Linked DNA regions of Arachis hypogaea: region 1 is linked to region 2. Evidence: chromatin contacts called from public Hi-C data. All regions are on one chromosome and are shown on one strand. Each heading gives the region's core, a stretch centred on a gene start, on an enhancer-like site or on the middle of the called end of the contact. The rest is flanking DNA. Distances are from core to core; before and after follow the strand shown. Region 1 holds the start of LOC112703156 (vesicle transport protein GOT1). Region 2 holds the start of LOC112703154 (probable glucan 1,3-beta-glucosidase A).

Region 1 (4,700 bases), core at 1,914-4,413, 140 kb before region 2:
AATAGGCCATCCCATGATGAGAATCAAGAATCCAATGCCAAACGAGATTGATCCCTTAAGAGAAAAGACAAAAATTATTGTTGAAAGTTTACTACAATACAGAGAGAGAGGGGTACACATGTAACAAATATACCTTGAAATTACTTCGTTTCGTGAAGAATTGCATAGTGGATTTCACACCAATGGTTAAGGACACTCCAGAAATAAACAGGATCTGATTTGAGTGACAAGAAAACAAGGCATTAGAGATGACGATAGCAAAATCCCAAATTAAGCTTCAAAGTGGTCTTTGAAGTTTCCTAAATTTAAAATTACGTTAATTTGGAGCCATGAATCACGTTAGTCCCTCAAGCGTTTTCACGTTAGTGTCATAGGTCAAAACATGATTCAGTTGTGCTTAATGGAATTATGACACGTCAATTAGTGACACATGGCATATTGGCGCAGACGGTAATGCCACGTGTCATTTTGGTACATGTGATGTAACATGATTTGTCTATATATCACTAGGATGTTATCATTACAAATGGTTTAAATTGGGTTAGGGTTTAAAATATTATTAAGAATTTTGAATTTATGAAACAAAATAAGAGAGACTATCTCAATAACTAATTGTTTCAAATATTCTTAGCATCCCCAGAGAGATACATTGTAACTTAGTCGTCAAAAGGTGCTTTCTATTTGATTCCCGTCCCTTAATTTTAGAAACTAAAATGAGTTATGAGTGAAAATTTAGGAACCTATTAGAGTCACTTGATGACATGTGTAAACAAATCATATTGCTATACGTGACACGTGGACAAACTGTCATGACGGATGGCATTACCATTCATGTCAAAATGCTGTGTCACTAACCAACACGTCATCACTCCATTACACATAGCCTAACCATGTTCTGACATTCGATACTGACTTTCAACATTAGTATGTCATGCCACCCCATCGTTAACAAAAAGTTCTCGAGGAACTAATGTAAGTTACCAAGTGAAAATTTGGGGTCCAAATTAAAGCAACTGAAAATCCGGAGACCAATTTGAGGCTAGGGTCAAATCCAAATTCAATGACCACTTCCAAGCTTAACTATAAAAACCATAATAAGAAGTTTTACTTAAGCAAGGGACTCAAAATAGAATAGAAACTTACATTTCCCATAGCTAGTAATCCCTTGTCGAAGAAGAAGATAATCCCAAGGAATGAGAAAAATATACCAAATCCAGTTAACCCTAAACCGATCTCTGTATCATATGCCCATCCCATAAACATATTCAGATGGAGGAATTGTAAATAAGGTAAAAAATATGACAGAAGTAGATTCCGACTACGTAACTTAGATATGTCCAATAGACAGTTTTGTCAAATTAATCCTTGTGCCAGGAATAATGGAAAAATGTGAGAGCAAAACAAAGGAACTAATAGATATCTTGGAAACTATATCATATTAGCCAAATCCAATTAGTTCCAAGAAGTGAAATTAATTTCGAGTAATCAATTTATTACTCGAAAAAATATTTGGGTACAATTTCTTTTGACCATGAAAAGAACTGAAGATAAATTCAAGGTATAGACAGAAAAGAAAACACCAGAAAAGGAAATAAAATGCAGAGCCTTAAAATAAACCAAAGCCCATTGACCAAATAACTGAATATCTAAGTAACTTAAGGAACTACTAGCTTAATCTACAACAATCTACTCTTAAGTCTCAAACACAAGCATTAGATGCAGTAGACCACATAATATAACACCATTAGTACAGCTACAACAACAAAAAGTATCACATTCCACTTACTTTTGCGATCATTCATCTCAAAGGAAACCATTTTACTAACAACTCTTATGTCCTTGCGTTATCTGAAACATATAATAAAGTAACCAAACTAGGTTAGTAGAAGTAACCAAACTAGGTTAATAGAAGCATGTAGATCATTTATCTACAGAAAATGTAATTCTAAGATAACATTGCAACATCACCATTTAGGAAAATGATAATCCAGCAAAAAAAAAATCCCAGGAAAAAAAAATTTTCTTTATTTATTTATTTTCCATGTCCAACGAGAGTAATCTATTCCACATTCACTCAGAGAACTATAATAAAGGAAACTATTCCTAAGAGCTATAGCCGAAAGTATACACCAACCTTCTATCAGTGGTGTCTAATATTTTGAGAATAACCATTCAAAATCCAAATCCAAAGCCAAGAGGCTGAAAAGCCACTCTGGACCAAAAATCCATATGCATCCATAAACCATCACATTGTGTCAAGCTTTTAAATAATAATACTGAAGAACATATTGATGTAAGAGACCCTTCCAAGAAAAAATGAAATTGTAGTATCTCAAAGAGACTTTTGAATCAAACTTTTGTAACATGAGAAGCGGCAATGAGCCCCATGGGAGAGGGTAGAAAGATTCTAAAAATCTTAGTGTCCAATAGCCAAATCAGCGAAAAAGAATACACAACCTATACTCCTAAATGAAAACTAACCCTAAATAACAAGCATATTCATTGACAACAAAATTAACAGATCTTCTAATTGAGCCTTTTCATACACTATCCCTGATTGATTCACATCATTGATCCAAATAGATATACCCGATCACAGGGTCTAGTTTTCAAGGATGTTCTGCTCCAGAATGCTACAACATGCTTTCCTCGGCAATGAACAATTAACAGAACAACTTAACACTAAATCAGATCATTTATACAAGTACCAATACCAGCGGCGAAATCAGCAGGTGAGAGAACGGAGGCGAGGAAGAGGACGGCGGGACAAGTGGAAGATGGCAGCAACGGATCTGACGACGAGAAAAGCAGAGGACAGCGGCAAACGGGTGGAACAGCAGAGACAGAGAAAAGGGTTAGTGTGCGGCGTGACGGCGGCAGACGGTGGGCCGGTGGCGAGGATGAGAAGAAGAGAATCGGAGATTTAGAGTAGTGAATGCAGAGGTTGGGGCGGAGGAGATTGTAAAGGTCAGGTCTAGGGGTATTTTGACTATTTTCAGATTATGCGAGGATAATTTTGTAAATTCATTCTATATAAGTAGTTAAGTGCTTAATGAGTACAGCGGACACGGGGAAGGTACCTTAATCCCCCGCACCGAAGGCAACGGGTACTTGTTAGTTGTTACGACCTTTTTGTTTTAGATAAACTAGTTTATTTTTCCGCGTCTTACAGCCAAAAATCAGCCATTGATATAGAATACATCTTGTGCTTTGTTGTGGAAATATGTTAAACCAACAATGTTTTCTGAATATATAGATATATATTGAATGAAATCAAATCAATCATTTACAATATTTTGTCTCCCTAGCTTTAAGTATTTGTACAAGCATTCCTATATTATCCTTTTGTATTGTAAATTATAGATTTTGCAATACTTACAATGCCATTTTTCCCACTTTTCTATTAAATGGAATGCTTCCTTTGAAATTTTGTGATTACAGATATGTCTCTGCCTCATAATGTTTTAATATTAGCTATTTATGAAAGCAATTGGTGTAATGTTACAGGTTTATGTTTGGATGAACAACAAACCAGAGAGGTTTAGTGTATCTTCAAGTGATGCAGCAATTCAATTAGATCTGATTTCCAAGGTTCATGGAGTTTCTAGTGCAGAAGAGTATTTTCTGAGTCTGGCTGATAAGTTAACAGATAGAAGGACCTATGGAGCTCTTTTGAATGTATACGTGCGATATAGAATGAAGGAAAAGGCAGAGGCATTATTTGACAAAATGAGGAGTAAAGGTTATGCAGTACATTCGCTACCATTTAATGTAATGATGACTTTGTATGTGAACCTTAAGGTTTATGATAAAGTTGATATGTTGGCTTCAGAAATGAGAGAGAAAAACATACGGCTCGATATCTATTCATATAATATCTGTCTATCTTCATGTGGTTCTCGAGGATCAATAGAAAAGATGGAGGAGGTGTTTGACCAGATGGTGAAGGACCCGAAGATTTTTCCTAATTGGACTACATTCAGCACAATGGCTACAATGTATATAAATATGAATATGTTTGAAAAAGCAGTAGGCTGCTTAAGAAAGGTTGAGAGTAGAATCAAAGGCCGGGATAGAGTACCATTTCATTATCTTCTGAGCTTATATGGAAGTGTTGGAAAGAAAGACGACGTTTATCGTGTGTGGAGTACTTATAAATCATTGTTTGCCACTATACCAAACTTGGGATACCATGCTATTATTGCTTCTCTGGTTAAACTGGATGATATTGAGGGTGCAGAAAAAATTTATGAGGAATGGCTTTCAACAAGTTCGACTTATGATCCGAGAATAACAAACCTTCTGATAGGCTGTTATGTCAAGAAAGGAAATACTGACAAAGCTCTGGGTTTCTTTAGACAAATAACTGAAGGTGGTGGAATTCCGAATTCAAAAACTTGGGAGATTATTTGTTCTGGGCATATCGCTGATGAGAGGATTTCGGAGGCTCTGTCCTGCTTTAAAGAAGCTTTTGTGGCCGATGTTTCAAACAAATGGAGACCAAGGGCGACAAACTTATCTGCATTCTTTAAACTTTGTCAGGACAAAGATGATACTACAAGTGCTGAAGTGTTAACTGGGTTGTTGAGACAGTCTAGATTTATCAAGAATGAAGTTTGTGTGCACTCATTGGCTTGTCAGAATCCGATGGTACCATCAACAATGACGAATTGTCGACCGAAGTTGATACCGCGGATATA
Region 2 (4,569 bases), core at 10-2,509:
TTTTTATTTGTATCAAATATATTTTTAACTAATTTTAGATCAATTCAGCAATAATTTTACAAGAATAATCATCAACATAAATAAATTAAAAATAATTGATTAGTTGTCATATATTATTATTATTGGATTGTTTTAAATTTTTTAAAAATTTAGTTAATAAAATTATATTTGAACCATTCAAAAATTTTTGGAACAAAATTAAATTAAAATAAAATTAAGATATTTTTAAAATTTTAATAAATAAAAAAAATAGTGTACCCTTTAAGTTTTTATCGGCCTAACCAATCTAGTCACCTTTCCACAAGTCCAATATTGCTGCAGGTTTATACATAGAGATTGAGGACCCCTATTTGTGTATATTTTTAAAAGATTGGACAATTGAGACTTCCTTCTTTAGCAGCCTATCAAGTATCAAATCCAGTCAATTAATTTTGTTCATTTTATAATCAGCAATTAACATTTTATCTTTCAGTTTAATTTTAAAGTTCTAACGAAGATGCTTTTTGGGGTGTTGGATATAATGGTGTTCGATGGAAATTATTTCCCCCAAAAAGTAGTGGTACATTACAAACTATTTACTTTTAAAAGATATAAACATTTTAGATATAGTGTTTGCTGTCAAATACATACATTTTTACCTATATTTTTTTACACATTGCAAGACATATTGCAATCTCTTACAATGTGTGATTAATTTCAATATCTCTTTTATTTGATATATCATCACTTGTTTTTAACTTTTATCTTTGGCATTTGTTTAAACAGAGAAGTGAATTAACTACTCGATTAATTTAATTTGATTTATCAATTTTATTATTTGTACATTAAAAATATTTGTTAAAGTTAACTACTAATATAAAATATAGATAACTACTCAAATGACTATATAAAAAAATCTTTTTATGAAAATACTTTATTTAAAAATGTGACTTATTTATTTAGTCATATTTTAAATAAAGACCACATTTTTATAAATATCAAAATTTAACCATATAATTCATTATCCAAAAGTTGAAAAAATATTTTTACATGAAAATAATTATAAAATCTTTACTGTAGTATTTATCTAAAATATATATTATAATATAAATATATATTAAAAATAAATAAACAACACATCTATTTATATATAAATATATTAACGACTGATTTAGTGACTAATTTTAATATTTGAATATTATTTCTATTGATCTATTTACTATTTATTTTAATTACTCTAATTTTATACATACATATCTTTTGTTTGCTATATATAGTTGGTCGGACTCACTTCAAAGCAGAGAGAGGAAGAGGTTAAGACTTAAGACAAATAAGAAACACATCTAAAGATGAGTATCTGTCTCAACCTCAGAACATTGCTTCTTAACTTTGTTATTACCTTGACAATGCTTTCTCTATCTCATGAAGCAAGACAAAATCTCGATTCCCCTGTGAGAGCAGTTAGTCTTGGTGGTTGGCTCGTTACTGAAGGTTGGATCAAACCTTCTCTCTTCGATGGAATTCCAAACAAGGATTTCTTGGTTAGAAAATATTATTTATATAACATTCGTAATAATCATCATATTTATTCATGTTGTTATTAATATTAGTACAAGTTTATATAATTGTTGATCTTCAATTTTGGTTAGGATGGAACTGGTCTTCAGTTCAAGTCTGTGACAACAGGGAAGTATCTGTGTGCAGAGTCTGGAGGAGGAACGATCCTAGTTGCAAACCGCACTGCCGCTTCGGGCTGGGAAACATTCAGGGTGAGTTAGCCATGTCTAAAAGAATCAACACTCAAATTGGTCCTGAACTTTCCAATAAAATATTATTCTCTATAAATTCTTAAGAATTACTTACACGAGACAGATTAGTTTTTTTTTTGGGTTGTGAAGGGAGACCAATTTGTTCTAGGTGAAAACTCAATTATTAACTTCACCTGCACTGTACTTGAGTTTTCACCTTTGTTTTATGGGTATATTTTTTGGAATTTTACTGTCTTATAATGAAATTTGTTAAAGAACTTATTTGTTTAATACCTATATTAAAAATTTGATTAAAAACAACAGAAATACGAATATATTTTACAAAAGTAATTTTGATAGATGTTTGATAAATAAAAATTTATTAAAGATCAAAATGTCTAATTTAAAATTTTATGAGAGACCAATTTGAAAGTTTACTTAATCTTCTTTCCATAAGTATAACTAAGCTATCTTATAATTTTGTTTGTTTGTGTAGTTATGGAGGCTGAACGAGACCACTTTCAGATTCAGGGTGTTCAACAAGCAGTTTGTGGGATTAGATGGGATCAACGTTGTAGCTCTTACCAATATTTCAACTGATTCTTTAACTTTCAATATTGTTAAGGAAAGTAATAAATCTAACCGCGTTCGAATCAAAACAACTAGTGGTACCTATTTGCAGGTAATTTACTAACAGATAAAGTATATTTTTTATTTTTAATATTTATAAGTTTTTTAAAAATATTTTTAATGTTTAATTTTATTTTTAATATTTTTTATTTATTTGTTTTGTACTCAAAATTTTAGTTTAGGTTAAAATTATCTCTCAAAAGTTTTAATTTTATTTCTAATATTTTATATAAAATTAATTTTTAGAGATAATTTAGACACAAATTAAAAATATTAAAAACAAATTAAATATAACTAAACGTTAGCAAAAAAAAGATACACTTCATCCTTTACTAACTTATTAGGTAACATGGTAGTTATTACCTTTTATATTTACTTTGTTTTAGCTAAATTAAACAGTGGAAACAAAAATGATAAAATAACCAAAGAAATTCAAAATGTTTTGTTTGTTTGTTTGTCCCCACTTGGGTGTTTGGAGTAGTGCAGATTCTTAACAAGTTGACATTAAAATAATAGGAGAATGTTGGATTACGTTAAATGATTTGGGCATGTGCTGTTGGGGTTTATTGATATTTATAATGTTAGACTGAATAGTCTATTTCGGTACAATTGAACTTTTTTGTTTTGTTAAGTGTTGGAAAATAGGCTAAATGTTCATATCATACATTTTTTTCATGTCAATATTTAAATGTATCAAGTCAACACTTAATAAAATAAACTGATAGATGAGATTAAAATAAATTATTTGCAAATCTTATTGGATTAAAATAAAAATAAATATTTTATAAAGACAAAAGAAAAAAAACCTAGTATTTTATAAGAATAAGAAACTTATTTCCTTTTATATTTAGATCTAGAATCTCATGACACATATAAGTTTAACTTCATATTACATATTTTATATTGCTTTTTAAAGTTAATTTATCGATCTAACAATTAATTTAAAATCATCTATCATAAAAAGTATTTGTATTAAAAGTTTTTATTCTTTTTTCTTCTTATCTTTTGCTGATTTTTTTTTTATAATTATTTTTTTATTTATCGTTTTCTTTTTTTTTACTTTTTAAAATTTTTTTATTTTTTTAATAAATATAAAAACAAAAAAATCAAATAAAAAACATATAATGCTACAAAATTATTAGAAAGAGAATGAACCTACATTCATTCAACTAAAAGAAAAAAATAAAAAAAGAAAAATACAATATTAAAAAAATATTTTTGTGTCTTTATAGCAAAATTTTAGTATATTCTTATTCTGATAATAAGTTTTGTATAATTCAAAATTTTTTCTCTTTTTCCTCTTTATATTCTGCTGCTTCATCTTCATCTTCCTCTTCTTATTTCATTTTTTCATAATTTTTGTTGTTTTATTTTTTTAAAATGAACAAAATAAAAAAAATTAATGTTATAAAATTACTAGAAAAAAATGAAAGAAAAAATGCAATAACAACAGTAGTAATAAAAGAACGATGATAAAGAAAAAACATACTAAAAAGAAGAAGGAACGTGATAAAAAAGAAGGAGAAATGTGAAATAGAAGAAAAAGAAACACGAAAAAAAAGGATGTGAAGACGAGAAAAGATATGTTTGCGTTAGTGAAGCTCATATCTGTACACATTGCTGTAAGGAAAATGATTTTTGTTGAATTTAAAAAGAATTAAATATATAACATGTTGTTAACATTAATAATAAAAAATTAAAAATAAAATTAAAAAGAAATATCAAAGAATCAGGAACTATATATGTAAAATTATGTGAATTGTTATTTTCCGAATTCAATTCGTTCACGGTTTAAAAGAAGTACGAAAGAATTAATAATGAGGTTGATGGAATGCTAGTTTGAATAGTCCTAGGAATAAGAGAAGGGCATTTTAAATGGTGGTGTGAATTTGCAGGCAAAGTCGGAGGTGATGGTGAGTGCAGACATTTCAAAGGTAAGCGGATGGAGAGACGATGACCCAACAGTTTTCCAACTCACAATTGGTGGAAGGATGCAAGGTGAGTTCCAGGTCACCAATGGTTATGGCCCACTCAAGGCTCCCCAAGTCATGAAGGTATCTATAACTCAATCTCTCAACTTTTATTTACATAAATCCCCTTTCAATATTGCTTACCAAGTTTCCAACCTCTCATTGAATTGATTGGGTTAAAAATTAAAAAATTTAATAAAGATTTAATTAAAATGAAATGGAATATATTAAAATAATATATT

What was found. Hi-C and Micro-C count contacts between places; a contact is called where the count stands out from the background.
Region 1: a Hi-C map of leaf shows a contact between it and region 2, with 2.4 times the contacts expected there. The contact joins the promoter of LOC112703156 here to the promoter of LOC112703154 in region 2. A contact is called at or near these places in 2 of 8 Hi-C or Micro-C datasets (both in leaf).

What each region holds. Positions count from the first base shown.
Region 1 is chr7:56,791,046-56,795,745 of arahy.Tifrunner.gnm2.J5K5, reverse strand. It overlaps LOC112703156 (vesicle transport protein GOT1), which reads right to left and starts at 3,163. Exons shown (of 7, transcript XM_025754487.2): 1 at 2,715-3,163; 2 at 1,787-1,848; 3 at 1,144-1,235; 4 at 134-214; 5 at 1-54. The coding sequence starts at 1,817. It also overlaps the pseudogene LOC112703155.
Region 2 is chr7:56,645,661-56,650,229 of arahy.Tifrunner.gnm2.J5K5, reverse strand. LOC112703154 (probable glucan 1,3-beta-glucosidase A) reads left to right here and starts at 1,259. Exons shown (of 8, transcript XM_025754485.3): 1 at 1,259-1,520; 2 at 1,629-1,748; 3 at 2,224-2,409; 4 at 4,253-4,411. The coding sequence starts at 1,329.